Linked DNA regions of Athene noctua: region 1 is linked to region 2. Evidence: chromatin contacts called from public Hi-C data. All regions are on one chromosome and are shown on one strand. The core of a region is the stretch at or near the end of the contact, and the rest is flanking DNA. Distances in the headings are between cores, read along the strand shown.

What was found. Hi-C and Micro-C count contacts between places; a contact is called where the count stands out from the background.
Region 1: a contact with region 2 is called in a Hi-C map of heart, with 2.6 times the contacts expected there. The contact joins the promoter of PIK3CG here to the promoter of HBP1 in region 2. A contact is called at or near these places in 2 of 2 Hi-C or Micro-C datasets (heart and liver).

Annotation. Positions count from the first base shown.
Region 1 is chr3:72,877,550-72,884,042 of bAthNoc1.hap1.1, reverse strand. PIK3CG (phosphatidylinositol-4,5-bisphosphate 3-kinase catalytic subunit gamma) reads left to right here and starts at 3,897. Exons shown (of 12, transcript XM_074903333.1): 1 at 3,897-4,097.
Region 2 is chr3:72,716,426-72,723,279 of bAthNoc1.hap1.1, reverse strand. HBP1 (HMG-box transcription factor 1) reads left to right here and starts at 4,923. Exons shown (of 11, transcript XM_074903323.1): 1 at 4,923-5,260. The coding sequence starts at 5,026.

The DNA.
Region 1 (6,493 bases), core at 2,648-5,147, 160 kb before region 2:
AAGAGCCTAAATCAGCAAAATGGGAGACAAAGCCTTCAGCAGATGTATCTCAGAAGGCTTCTGAACACCTGCTGTTTCCTGTTTTGACATCTTTAGATGTTTGAAGTGAGGGATTTTGTGCAGAATCTGGACTACCTGGAGCACTAACCTAGCACTGAGTACTGCTTGGAGGAGAAGGGACTAGAGATAGACAAGACTCCTCTTTTCCTTATTTGAGCTTTCCTGACTGTTCTGCCTACAGAGGTTCCCAGATATCATTCTGGATCAGGCCACATGGCTACTTTCATGCCCAGCAGATCTTAAAAGATTCCCCTGTTCGCTTCTCCCTGGGAACCCAAGCTTATGTAGGAGACATCTTAAAGAGGATTTAATTGCCCGCTGGCATCCCTTCAGAGGGATGCAACAAGAGCTCACCCTTAATTCGCTCTTCTTCTGGATCCCTGCCCCCTCCCCCAGGCTCCCTCTACTGCTTCCCCAAGCAATGAACCAGAACCAGCATAAAAAGAGATGGGCTGCCTTTCCCATGAAATAAAGCTGTGAACAGAGGACAGATCTGCAGGCAACACTTGGCTATCAGTTATATCCCTTACATGAGCAGCCACCATACCTAGAATGATACAAAAGCCAAACTAAAATCCAGCTTGCTCCTCCTCTGCTTGTTGACAAGTTATAGCAAGAAGAAAAACTTATTTTTGATACCAAAGTTACCATATGATTGTGCATATGGACAAAGCAACTGCAGTGATGTTGATACAACTGATTGCATATTTACATGATCAGTTTTCATAGCAGAGCTGTAAAATAAAGGGATTTTGTTAATTTATTTTAAATCATGCATTGAATGCATCTTAGTGCTTACAACCCAATTAAAAAGTTCCAGTTTATAAATTCTGCAAGAAAGGAGAAAGGTACCTACCATTCCATCAGGAAGCACAATGTATCCACAAGGTTTTTTTCAATTTTCTTTACATAAGGAAGCAATTATAAAACTGAATATAGCTATTGCTGGGATTAGGCAAGCAATGGCTTTGTTGGCACAAGACCTGCAAAGCTTCTGCACTTAACTTTTTTTTCTCTGCTGGCAATATAGAAAATAAAAAACAACCCAAACTATTAGATACTTTTTCCTAAATGGCAGTGAACCCAGTCTGTCAATGACAACAGAACATTTACATCCCATTCCAACATATGCCAGTATATAAAGTTGTTGAGCATTTAGTGTGGCTGTTATTCTTTATTGCAGTTCTCCATGAAACAACATAAAAACTGATGTTTGACTGCAGAGGACACAAAAGATACTATCTTACATTTTCCAACCTCCAAAACTCCCATTTAAGATCATGACAGCAATTCCTTGTCATATTTTTATTACAGCTAAAAGATAAAGGAAATAATTGCATTTTGACTGCACCCTACAAGATTTTATTAACAAAATGATTGCTTCTTTGCATGACTAATTTTGATTAAATCAGCTTCATTTAAATATCAAACTGTGTTCTTCATCTTCCTTCATTAAGCTATGGTATTCCTTACTGTTTTAAAATTCCATTTCTTTTATGGTAAAATGTGCATTTCAATTTATTTTAAAGGCTGTTCTTGACTGGGGGGAAAAAAAAAGAAAAAAGTCCAACAGGTAATTTATGGGAAAGAGTTTAAGTCACATTGAAAATCAAGGGGAATAATACAATGTTAAAATGCGTATTTCCAAAGAATATACGACCTATAAGGAGAACATCCTTGGCAATAGGAAAGTTATATTACTTGATGTGCCACAAAAGGCAATCAAAAAAATTGTGCTGCATATAGAGGAGCTGAAGATTAACTGCAAAGAATTAATGTTTTATTAATTTACAAAATCCTGAAAAGACAAAGATTTTCAGCTTACCTCCTTTTCCCAAATATAATACATAAAATAATTTATTCTTTCATTGCAAATAACATTATGCTGATTTATAGCTATTTAAAAATATTTTATACAATTCTGGCTGAAGTCAACATGAAATGTGTCATTTGCTCTGGCTGTAAATTATTCCCTCTATAATTGTCTTTTGACAAATGAGCCTTTTTTATTCAGTTGCTCAAATCTCCATATGTTTGTGCATCCCCAAATAAAGTCCATGGATTTTAACAGGATTAGTTGCCAAACTGGCTACACTTGTGTTCCTGGAGTGATCCATCTGGGGATACAGCCAATAATGACAAAAAAAAGCTTCCTATTTTGATAAGGTTTTTTAATCTCTTTTAAAGCATTCAGTAATACACATGCTGTGCAAAGCTGAACTTCTTTGACTGTTATTACCTATTGTATCAGGCAAAACCAAGCATGAAGTGAGGGAATCTTCACTGTTTCCCCTATGCTGCACACACACCACGTGAAGGTTGTTAAAGGTTTTTGCTTTGCTTTCGTCTTCAGAAAAAGGAGAACTCAAGGACAGTACAGCGTTATGATTTCTTATAGCCACAGTTCAGTGTAATGTATATTCATTTTGAAACTCCATGTTTATACAATAGTTTCTCAATTGCTTTCTGCTCCAGGCTGCTACTATGATTCTTGATGTTGTTATGCAAATGATTTTTTAAGTCAAAAGAAATGCACTGCTATAATGACAATTACTTTTTATAATAGCACCTGTATGAGTGACATACTAGTTATTTCCTTCTGATATTTTTTTTCTATGGAAGTTAATAATGTGTACCTAGAAAAATCAAATTCATTTTTACAGTCTTTTTACTACCTTTGGTCAGTGTGGCTCTCAGGACAAATATGCAGGCTCTGTGCCATACAGGGTTCACCTGTGAATCTCATTGTAAGATCAGGGGCAAAAAAGGTCTCAGCACACTCATGGAAAGAGTTTTGCTGTTCCTTCCAAAAAAGAGCTGCTGAGATACAAACAGTCAATTCTGTTTAGAGCCAAACAGCCAGCAGCTAGGGTGGGGAAAGAGTGGTGAGGGGGAGTTGTTTGTTTGAATTGGAAGTGAATGGTTATGCCTGAGCTGCATTTGGAGTCCTGGCACCGTAAGGCTGATGAATTAATCCTCCTGCTGTGGGCAGCCTTGGCAAGGCCTTAGCTGGAGTACTACTATGTCCAGTTTTGTGCAGTGCCTTCCAAAAACAACGTGGCCCATTTGGCAAGAGTCCAGAAGCAAGCAACAGGAATCCCAGGAGGTCTAAGGAACATGACCTAAAAGGAGAGCTGGGACTGCCCAGTCTGGATTTGGGAAAATAGTTGGAAACAAGAATACAGCACCTTTGAACAAAGAGTAGCAAAAAAAAAAAAAAAAAAAAGTAAGAGGCTAAATCTGCAGGAGCAGACATTTAATAAGATAAAATGAAAATCTTTCCAAAGGAAAAGGCCACTGCGTGCTATTGCTGACTGCCATCACCGGGACAAACTGTGTCCTGGCCTTGGCGTGGGGCAGGCCGGGCCGCCCAGGCTCTGGCTGCTGGCCCTGCCGCGGCGGTGGCTGCTCCGCCGCAGCCTGCGGACGGGCTCGCCAGCCTTCGGGGCCCGGGGCGATGAACTCCTCCTGAAGCTGCTTCCAGAGAGGTTTTGCTGCCAGTCCTGACACCAGGACCGTCCTGCCTGCTTTGTGCTGGCGACTAAACCACGCGGAGGCTGCGGTGCTTTGCCCTAATGGTGGATCTATCCCCGCGCCGGCTGATGCGGTCGTGCCGGGCCGGGGGGTGCCGGGCCGCGCCAGGGCTGCCCGCTGCCTCCAGGCGGCAAGGCCCGGCACCGCGCTCCGCAGACCCGCGGGGCGTCCCGGCCAAGCGCCGGCCCCTTCCCCAGGCCCCCGCCTCGCTCGGAGGAAGGGGCCCGGCCCCGACGGCCGGCTCGCCGGGCCGCGGCGGGGGCCGGCCGCAGCGGCGGGGGCTGGAGCCGGGCGCCCCGGGGCCGCGGCGGGGCCGGGCGGCGGCGGCCGAGCGGGGCGGGGAGGCCCCACAGCCGGTTCCCTCTTTGCCCGGCGCGTGATTGGCGGCGGCTCCGGAGCTGCCTACCGCCGGCCATGGAGCCTCCCCTCCGGCCCCCGGCCCGCTCCGCTTCCTGCTGAGGAAAACACCTGTCCGGAGCCGGGGCCGCGGCCGCGCCGCTGCGGTGAGTAGCTCCGTCCCAGGGGCCGGCGGGGGGTCGCCGGTGGCCCCTGCCCCAGGGCCGGGCTCGCAGGTGGCGGCGGAGGCACAAGGCCGGCGCGGCGCGGCCCGGCTCCCCGCGGTGGCGGTGGGCAGAGCGGCGCGGCCGCGGCCCCCGGCTGCCCCGCCGGGCTGGGCGCGGCGAGGACTCCGCTGCCGCTCCCGTGGGCGCTGCGGGGCGGCGCGGCCCCAGCCGCCATCTCGGGGCGGCGGGCGGGCAGGGCGGGCGCGGCCTGAGCGCCCGGCCGGTGGGCCGGGTGAGGGGGGCAGCCCCGGCCCGCCGCTCCTCGCCGCGTCGCGCCTCCCGGGCCTGGCGCCGGCGAAGCGCTTCGGCCCGAGCCCCCTCCTAGCAGGGCGCGGGCGGCTGACCGGAGTCAGCACGGCCGCCTCCAGGGCAAGGGCTGAGCCCCCGAACGCTGCCCGGTCCGTCGCTCCCTGCGGCCTCGGTCCCGGCTCGCGTCCTGGCCCAAACAGGAGCTGCAGGGTTAATGCAAAACCTGCCGAGGAAACTGTGAGTGCGTAGAATAAAACAATGCAAAGTGAAGGATCACGCTAGACAGTGGTAGCTGTTCCCTCTGATCTGTAAGTCAGCTCAGCTGCAACATCGTTTTGAAACAATAAATATTTCCTCATCCAACAAATAATAACCTCTTGTGTCTTTCTGATACGTGTAGACTGTAAAACCTTCCCCCACTACAAATGGTCTGAAATAGTAGCTGAGGGCGTTCAGGAGTTGGTTGTCAGTGGAGATCAGATCACACTGCTAAAGATCAGTATTTGAAGAACCAGGCACAAGTTGAAAGGACAGGCAGTATCTAGATGGGGAGTGTGTCCCTGCAGGAGCCATATATCCATGTTTTCAAACTCTGTGAAGTGTTGGTTTAAGGGTAGATCACCATCATTTGTATAACCAGTTAACTAGAACTTCGCCAAGATTCTTACCTAAATTTTTGGAACCAGCTAGGAGTTACTGTTTGTTCCAGAAGCACCCCCAAATAGATAACCTTGTGTAGAAACCAAAATACACAAATGTCTGTAGTGAAGGCAGGGAGGTCCTGAAAATATTACAGCTGTAATAGCAGGTAGATTGACCGTGCAGCCTCCTGGCACAGATGTTCTGCTGATTAGTACACTTTTTGATGAAGAATGTGACTGTATTAGCAGTGACGTTCTGTGATGATGATGATGAAGTTTACTTGCTAATAGGAAGCTGCACTGATTTAATTCCAGGGAGAGCTAGTAGTTGCTAGAGGATTTGACAAAAGAACTGAGCAAAGCAGTTTTTGTTGTTGAGTTCATGCGTAACATGTTAGTGCTGTATCTTGCCTGCATAGTTCAGCACTGGCTCACTGTAGACATAGGGAAGATGTATTGTACTCCTATCCTGCAAGTGCAAAGCGGTCTCCTGCTACAGGACAATGCTGGCGAGTACACGTAGAATGCTGCTTGGAAAATTTTGGGTCATGTCCTAGGTGGGTTTTTTCATTTATCTTTAAAGTGTGAATGTAAATAGATTATTATTATATTTGTGTAATGTGTGCACAAGGTGATTCTTACTCTGATAGAGAGTGCCTATTTTCTTGCAGGTTGTGTTGTCTGGGAAGGAGCTGACTTTAAAGTGAAAAGAATAATTTAAAAATAAGGTTTTCACATGGTAGATTAAACCAGAAACAGAAACTATTGTAGAATAAGCGTAAGAATAACTGATGAAGAATAAGTAACTGGTAAAACACTAACAAAGCAGTGACGTTTGACAGATCTCTTGAATTTTTTTGTAGCAGAACATATGAAGTAATTAATGATAATACCACAGTGTCTTTTTAAAACACCTTTCAACCAGTGATCTCAAATCCTTTAACAAGTTTACCTATTAATTTATCTCCTAATCCTGCTGTGAATTATGTTTCAGTCTCATCCTAAACTGCGCTGTCTTCATTCCCTTCCCATCTCTTCCCTTCCCTACCACTTGGCAAGTGATGAGTCAGATTAGGGAACAGATCCAGCTGAAAATTAACCAAATTTTGTTGTTGTTGTTGTTATGATCGGTTTGCTTACCTGAGTGATGAGATAGGAACACTACTGGAGACAAAGGCAAGCCTGTTTGCTTTTCTTAGTTGTCTTTTATGGGCCCACTTCTCCTGCTCCATTGCAGCCTGTCAGGATTTGTTGACTAGTAGTAGGACAGTTCTCCTAATACAGGGAAATACGGGGTTAGAATTAAATTAAATTAGAATTAATAATAAGAAGAGTGACTTTTTTTGACCTTTTTGTGTGGTTGTGCAGTAGGCGTATAGAAATGTCAATACTGTAAGTAATGCTTAGACATGACAAAGGTTTTAGGAGGTTATTTTAAATGATTTT
Region 2 (6,854 bases), core at 3,674-6,173:
TGCACAGAACTGTGCTGTTGACCGCCTTAAAAAATTTAGGATCATTTTCAAATCATTCTAGAGATTGTACTTCCTTCATATATATACCAAGGCTGTTTCCAAGTATTTAATCTACTTTTTGGCTCAGAAAGATGCTTAACAGGCTGGACACACTTAATGCATGGACTGAAGGGAAGCTGAATAATATTTGTAGGATGTGAAAACCCGAAGAAAATTACATTTTAACACTGTCTCTTCCTTCACTCCTCTAAATTATCTTTATTCTGACAGCCAGGTGAAGAGCCAGTGGCTGTAGGGCGATGTAAGACAAGTGGAGTAACTGGCTGGGTCCTTGCTGGGGTGCAGTGGTCTGGCTGACTGGGCAGCGACTCTCTCTTCCTCATCCCCTTTGTCTTGTCCCTGTCCCTTCCACGATGGCAAATCAAGCTGAGCTGGAGTGCAGTAATGGCATTGCCATAGCTGTGTGAATACCGTGGGTAGGGTTGTGTTTCTTCCTTAGAACTGGTAGAGGTATATGTGTGTATGGGGGAACAGGGAAGAGATAAAGGCCAAACTATTACATAAAAGAAACTGTTCCCAGTCAAAACTGTGTAAAACTCTGACACTAGGTTATACTAGGCCACTGTGATAGTGTCTGCTGACACAACCTTTTCTTATTGAGGTAAATTAAATTAGGATGGCCTAAAAATAGCATCATGACATGGTATGAATACTTTGTCCTTTCTTTGAAGATATTGAAATATTTCATCTGAGCAGCTATGAAGTTTTGGGAAAGGATAACGCTCTGTGCCTGTCTCTGTGGAGGACTAATTCCCTGCCAGCTGAGCAAGCCTCTGGGACCCATTCTCCCACATCTCTGAAGATGCTGGAAGCTCAGTTCTGATAAATGTCTTATTTGAAAAAAGCCATCCAACTTATCATGAAGCTGTATCTTCTTTTTCCCTTTGTTGCTTTACCCTGGTGGAGTCAGGTGGTGTGACTATCTTAAGCAACCTTAACTTCACTGTACCTTTAGGCTTTGGCTGCATCTGTATAGTTATATCCATTGTAGGAAATTTTATGTGCCTGAGACTACAAACTAGTACTGAGGTATTGAATGACCAACATTCATACTGTTCTCCAGTATTTGTGCGGGCTCATTTACAAGCTGGCTTGGAAGCTTTTTTTCCAGCTTTCCATATGGGGTGGCCATACACAGATGGCCAACTGAGAATAGTCCTTGGCCTATGGCAGCTCCCAAACTGTATACGAAAATTATTTGCTATTGGCCCCCACAAAAACTATGCCAGGGCTTTTCTATAAAAAAATACAGTACAGATGATTGTATTCCAGTGCCCAGGAACACTTCCTGGCATTTTAATTTATCAACCAGCATAGAGGGAACCTACAGAACATTTTAAGTCTATTCTTGACTTGTTTTTCTACAAGCTTTGAGCTGGAATAGAGGGTTTTTTTAATTTGTCACTCTTCTGGATTGTTTCTTGATATGTCAGGTCTTTCTTTTTTCCTGAAACTATTGTCATTTTTTTGTCTCGCTCTATCTTTGTAGGTGATAAAGTTTAGCTAAAACTGGAATCTGTGCCATAATGACATGAAATAAAATTCTCATTAATTCATGACCTGTCTTGGAAGAAAAAAAAATACCTGGCCTGTTATTTGTTCTGTTTCTCCCCAACTTGAACCACTGCAGGAGGTGAGTGAAGTTTCCCTGCTAGCACTGAAGAAAAATTATCTTTCCTGGGAGCAACAAGTCCTCTGTTCCTCTGCTCTGCATTCCCAACAGCATCCTCTGTGAGAAGATAAAGAGTTGAAACATGGGGGTGGGCATGCCTAGAGTTGTTAGGAAGGAGAGAGCGAGGCACCATTGCAGCTAGCCACGGAAGGCTCTGAGAAGAGGGAAGGAGTACAAATAGCTTCAGGAGATATAGAAGTCATTGTGAAAAGAGAAAACGGATGTGAGAGGCTCTGGCACAATGGCTGCAGAACAGAGGCTGCTGTGTTGGGTAGAACTGGAAGCTCTGGTGAGCAGGGTTGCTCTGATGTCTGGGAAGTATTTAGTTAATTACTGAGGGTGAATGTCTACATGTGGATGTGAAGGCTCCTGTAGCAGAATTAAAATAATGATATGCTGTATTTCAGAGAGTCAGCAGTAGCAGCTGTGTCATAAGGGCAGGACAGGAGAGATTAAAAGTAGAGGTAGGCACAAACCCAATATATAATCTATATTTTACTAATATGGCTTTGTAATATGCATTTTTAAAGTCTACTTGTGGTTTCTTAACTTTGTGGCTGGCAATTTTAAGAGGTAAATAGCTAGGATGCAAATTTGTCTGTATATTTTCTGTTTGTCTAGTCTCTCCTGCTTCTTGGTAGCCATCCATAATGTGACAAGAACTCACAACTAACACTTCCCAATCCCCCACCTTGTTTTCTACCTCTCTTACAATAGCAGGAGCAACTAAATCAGCATAGCTGCCAACAATGTCCATGTTACACAGTACTGATTCATTCTCTGAGCACCTATTCATTTTGGACATGGAGTAAGATGAGGTAGGGGGTGTGGAGGGGGAGTAATAATGTAATTAGAGACTAGGCCTGCAGAGCAAAGAGTATGGCATTGACATAATCTTTATTCTGAAATCTAGAGGATACGTATTTGACTTCAACCAAGGGGGTTAGTAAGTAAGCTTTGATACAGTTTTTATGTATCCTGCTGTCATCTACTGCATGGACTACCTGTCCTTCTACTCATATTCTTTTATGTTCTCACTGAGTAAATGTTAATTTACTGTATGCAGAGGGAAAAAGGTAGATTTGAAAATAAGAAAGCTGTTCAATGTCAGATTTTAGAATCCCAAAACAATTCAGACACTCGTATCTTTACAAGATGATAATCTCAGTCATAAGTAGGATTCATATTTTTGAGTTTTCTGGATATGTCACAGATGGTATGATATCAAGGCTCTAGTTCAGCAGCGGTATTTACTTGTCTAGACCTGTAGCTGTTATTTGGGCCAATGAATCTCAGAGAACTGGGCTGCACATCTAACCCTCATGTATAACTTTTTGTAGAGAACTGTAAACCTTTATGGCAAATAGATTTAACATTTAGTTTGGGAAAAACACTCTTAATTTTTGGTAGAAAAAGTACATAGTGGTGTGGAAATGTACTCCATAACAAGGTACGAACCTCTAGGCCAACAGTCATCTTCTGAAAAATCTGATGGGGCTTCAGACAGGATTTATATCTTCTGTAGCTGCTTGATCCAGTCTCTGCACTCTGCACCTTCCACACTGCAGCAGATGGAGCTTTCAGAAGAATAAACTCTGAGTTTTACCTTGCAAGTGGCTGTACCACAAGCAGAGTAGCTTATTTGCAGAATGGAGGCATCTGCATATACAGGTCTTCTGACAAGACTCGTTCTGGAAATGCAGGGTCTGCAGTAAAATTCATTAAAAACACAGAAGCTTGAGTCTCTCTCCAAAGAGCCTAAAGGCTGTTTAGATGTATAAGGGAGATCAAAAGAGAAAGGGGAGGAAGGAACACAGCTTTAAAGTTTATTTTATTGTGGAGTGGTGTAAAAAAGATGATTCCTGATTTACCAGTTTTCAATTTATTAAAAACTATATTTTAGAGAGAGGATGACATGAAAGCTTCCTTATATAAAGATCTATCAGTTATTTAGGAAAAGCCTGAATTCTAAATATAGGAAAAATCAGAGCTTGTGGGATGTAAGGTTAGACAGTTGATGTTTTATAATAAGCTGTCTAGTTGCTTAAGAGTTGAATTTCAACAGTAATTTTCAGATTTTTCCTGGAGGCATTTGTTTGAATAACTTTGTGTTTTCAAACTGGTAAAATGATCTGTAAAGGGTTGGCTTATTATGTGATTAAGCACAGAATATTAGTTAAATTCCATGGCATTGGTTTTTCTACTATTTTTATTATTTTTAAGCTAAACTTGCGCATATGCATATAAAAAGTAATAATTTCCAATTCACACTGCAGAAGATACTGCATGTTTTTGAAAGTAGTGTGTCTCTTCAAACAGTGCCCACAGATGACGACTCTACTAACAGGCAAATTATTACTTCTTGGAAAAGCCAAATCTTAAACTGATGTGCTAATGACATCTGCATACCGAGTATGATGCTAAGTACAATTTCGATGGGTATGATTTTTTTTTTTTCCTTTTCAATTGCATTACCCTTGTTGAGCTGTGGAAACAATAAAACTAGCTTTCCCTCTAGTGGCCACTAGCAGCATGTTTCATGGGACGCAAAGCTTGTAGAGAACTCTAAATACGGAACCATTTCTATTTAAATTGTAAAGTTAACTTTTGCTTATTTTCTCGCACATCTATGTTAGCGTGCCTGAAAGTCAGAACTGTTGTAGATAGCAAATTATAAGAAAAGATCTGATAGAGCATTTAGGACACATTCACATGATTGGGATGATGTTGAAAATAGGGTAAGGAAGAAATGTTTTTCTTGGAAAAATCCCAACAGTTGCAAATTCTTGAAGCTCTCCATCAGCTTCTAAAATCGTATCAATTATTTCTGAATTGTGCGTGTATTTGCTTGTATTGGATCATGCATAGCGTTGTATTTTACAATGAGGATTTGGCCTCAGATTAGGAGTCTATTCTTCTCCCTGCAGTCTGAGGTACTGTATTCAGATGCTACCAGAGTTGCCTACTTCAGTCTCATCTCTCTGTCAGTAAAACAGCTGTAATGTCTAAACAAACCAGGATGGTATTTTGGCAGTTAAATGTATGGGAATGCCTGGGAAACACTAACGGACTGAGAAACCATTATCTTTTCCCCAGCAACTTTTATTTTGAACCTAAGCCACCGTGAATGTCTTTTTAATGAAACGAGAAAGGGGCCGGAGCCATGGGCAGGCGGAGCTGCTGACTCATTCTCTGACCTTTAGCAACTTCCTTTCACCTCTGCACGCCGCAGCCTTTATTTGGCGAAACGCGAGCGGGGCCCGTTTCGTAACAGCGTTTCGGAGCGCTGATGAATGGTGGTGAATCAGGAAAGGCACCGGGCACCCCCGGGCATCGTTACAGGCCGGCACCAACCTGGGGCCCAGTCACCCTCTCCACGCTGCTGCCGTGAGTCAGCGCCCCGCCGCGGAGGCCGCCGCCATCTCGGGGCCCGCGCCTCGCCTGCAGCGGCGAGAGCCAGAAGCGTCCTCCCGCCGCAGGAGACCGGGGAGGCCGCCCCTGCGCTGCCTCCCGCCGCGGCAGCACCAGGTCAGGCAGCGCCTCTCGGCGCTCGGGTTTGCTGCGGGGTGGGGGGCCCTGCCTGGCGGGCAGCCTCGCCGGCGGCGGCCGGCCCCGCGGCGCAGGCCCGGCGGAGGGCGGGGGGCTGCGGGCCGGGGCGGCGGAGGCGCGGTACACGTGTCCCTGTGACTCTTGTTTACTATCAGCCGAGCGCCGCGCGCGGCATCCTGGGGGCTGTCGTCTTATCGCGTCCAAGTTGGCAGGCAGTGGCGGCGGGGAAGACTACAGCTCCCAGAATGCATCTCGGCAAGCCCGCGGAGGCATTGACCAATCGGGGCGCTGTCTGGGGATGATTGATGTGCAGCGCGGTGCAATCTGCTACGCAGGAGAGTCAAAACATGTCCGCCCTCAGGGCGGGTTCCTGATAGGCAGATTAGTCAGCCAATAGGAAATGGCTGCGGCTTGAGCAACGTCGCCTTCGACCACTCGGCGACCAAGCACCGCCAAACTTGGGCGGGACTCCGTTGTGGGGAGGAGGCGGGGGGGGAGCCGAGGGGAATTTGGTAATGGCGACGGGTTTGGTAAGTGCTGTAAAGTTTGGAGCTGCCTCTTTGGGGGGGCTGCGAGGCCCCGGCGGGGGACGGGCGGGGTCCGCCGGGCTGGAGGGGAGCGGCGGCGGCCGCAGGCCGAGCCGAGGAGGCCGCTGGGTCCTTGGCTTTTGGCGGCGGTGGGAGCCTGGACATTGTTTACTGGGCGCCTTCCCTCACCGGCCCGGCGGAGCCGCCACTCTCCTGCACTGCTGGGCTGGCACCCGCGGGGTGCGCGGGGGCGCCGGCCCCTCCTAGGGTCTTTCAGCTGCGGCGTCAGACCGCGAGAGCGGGCGCAATAGATCTGGTGTGTGGGCCCCCCCCCTCCCTTATTTTTTTTTTTTAATCCCCGGGAACGCCCGCCTGCCCCAGTCTGTCAGAGCGAGGGCGCTCTGCCCCGCCGCGGGGAGCAGCGCCTGTTTGGGGAAGGAGCAGGGGGGGAACTTTTAGCCAGGTGAGCCCCGCGCCGGCACGGTTGGCGGCCCCGCCGGGGGGGCAGCAGCGGGATCTGGGGCGGGAGGGGGGGGGGGGCGCCCCCGCCGCCTCCCCCCCGGCCAGGCCGAGCTGTTACGCAGTTCTGAATGAATGGGCCTTGCGCGCATGCGCCGTGCCGGCGGGCGTTTATAAACAAGGGCCGCGTCCAGGCGGATCACATGACGGGGGGGGGGGGGGGTGTGCGCGCTCCCGGGCGCGGCCTCGGCCCAGCCGCGGACCCGGGGGCTGCCCCGCCACGGGGGGGGGGCAGTGGGGGAGCGTCTGTCGGGGGATGGGGCCCCCTCCGGCCGCGCGGGTCACATACAGATGCGTGCTCACGCGCCTTTAATTCCGCTGTAAATGTTTTCCTTGCGTGATGAAAGTAATGTTTGTTGTGCGACGGTGTGGGGAGGGCGGTGCTTCCTCCGCGGCCCTCCTGGGTAGGGGGTGACATCCCGTGGAGCTGGGTGGAAGGTATGGTTCGGCCCGTGTAAAGCGAAAAGGCCGTCTGGACAGGAACGTGAGTCCTGTTCTGTGCTCATCTGAGGTGGTGTGTGTCTCTG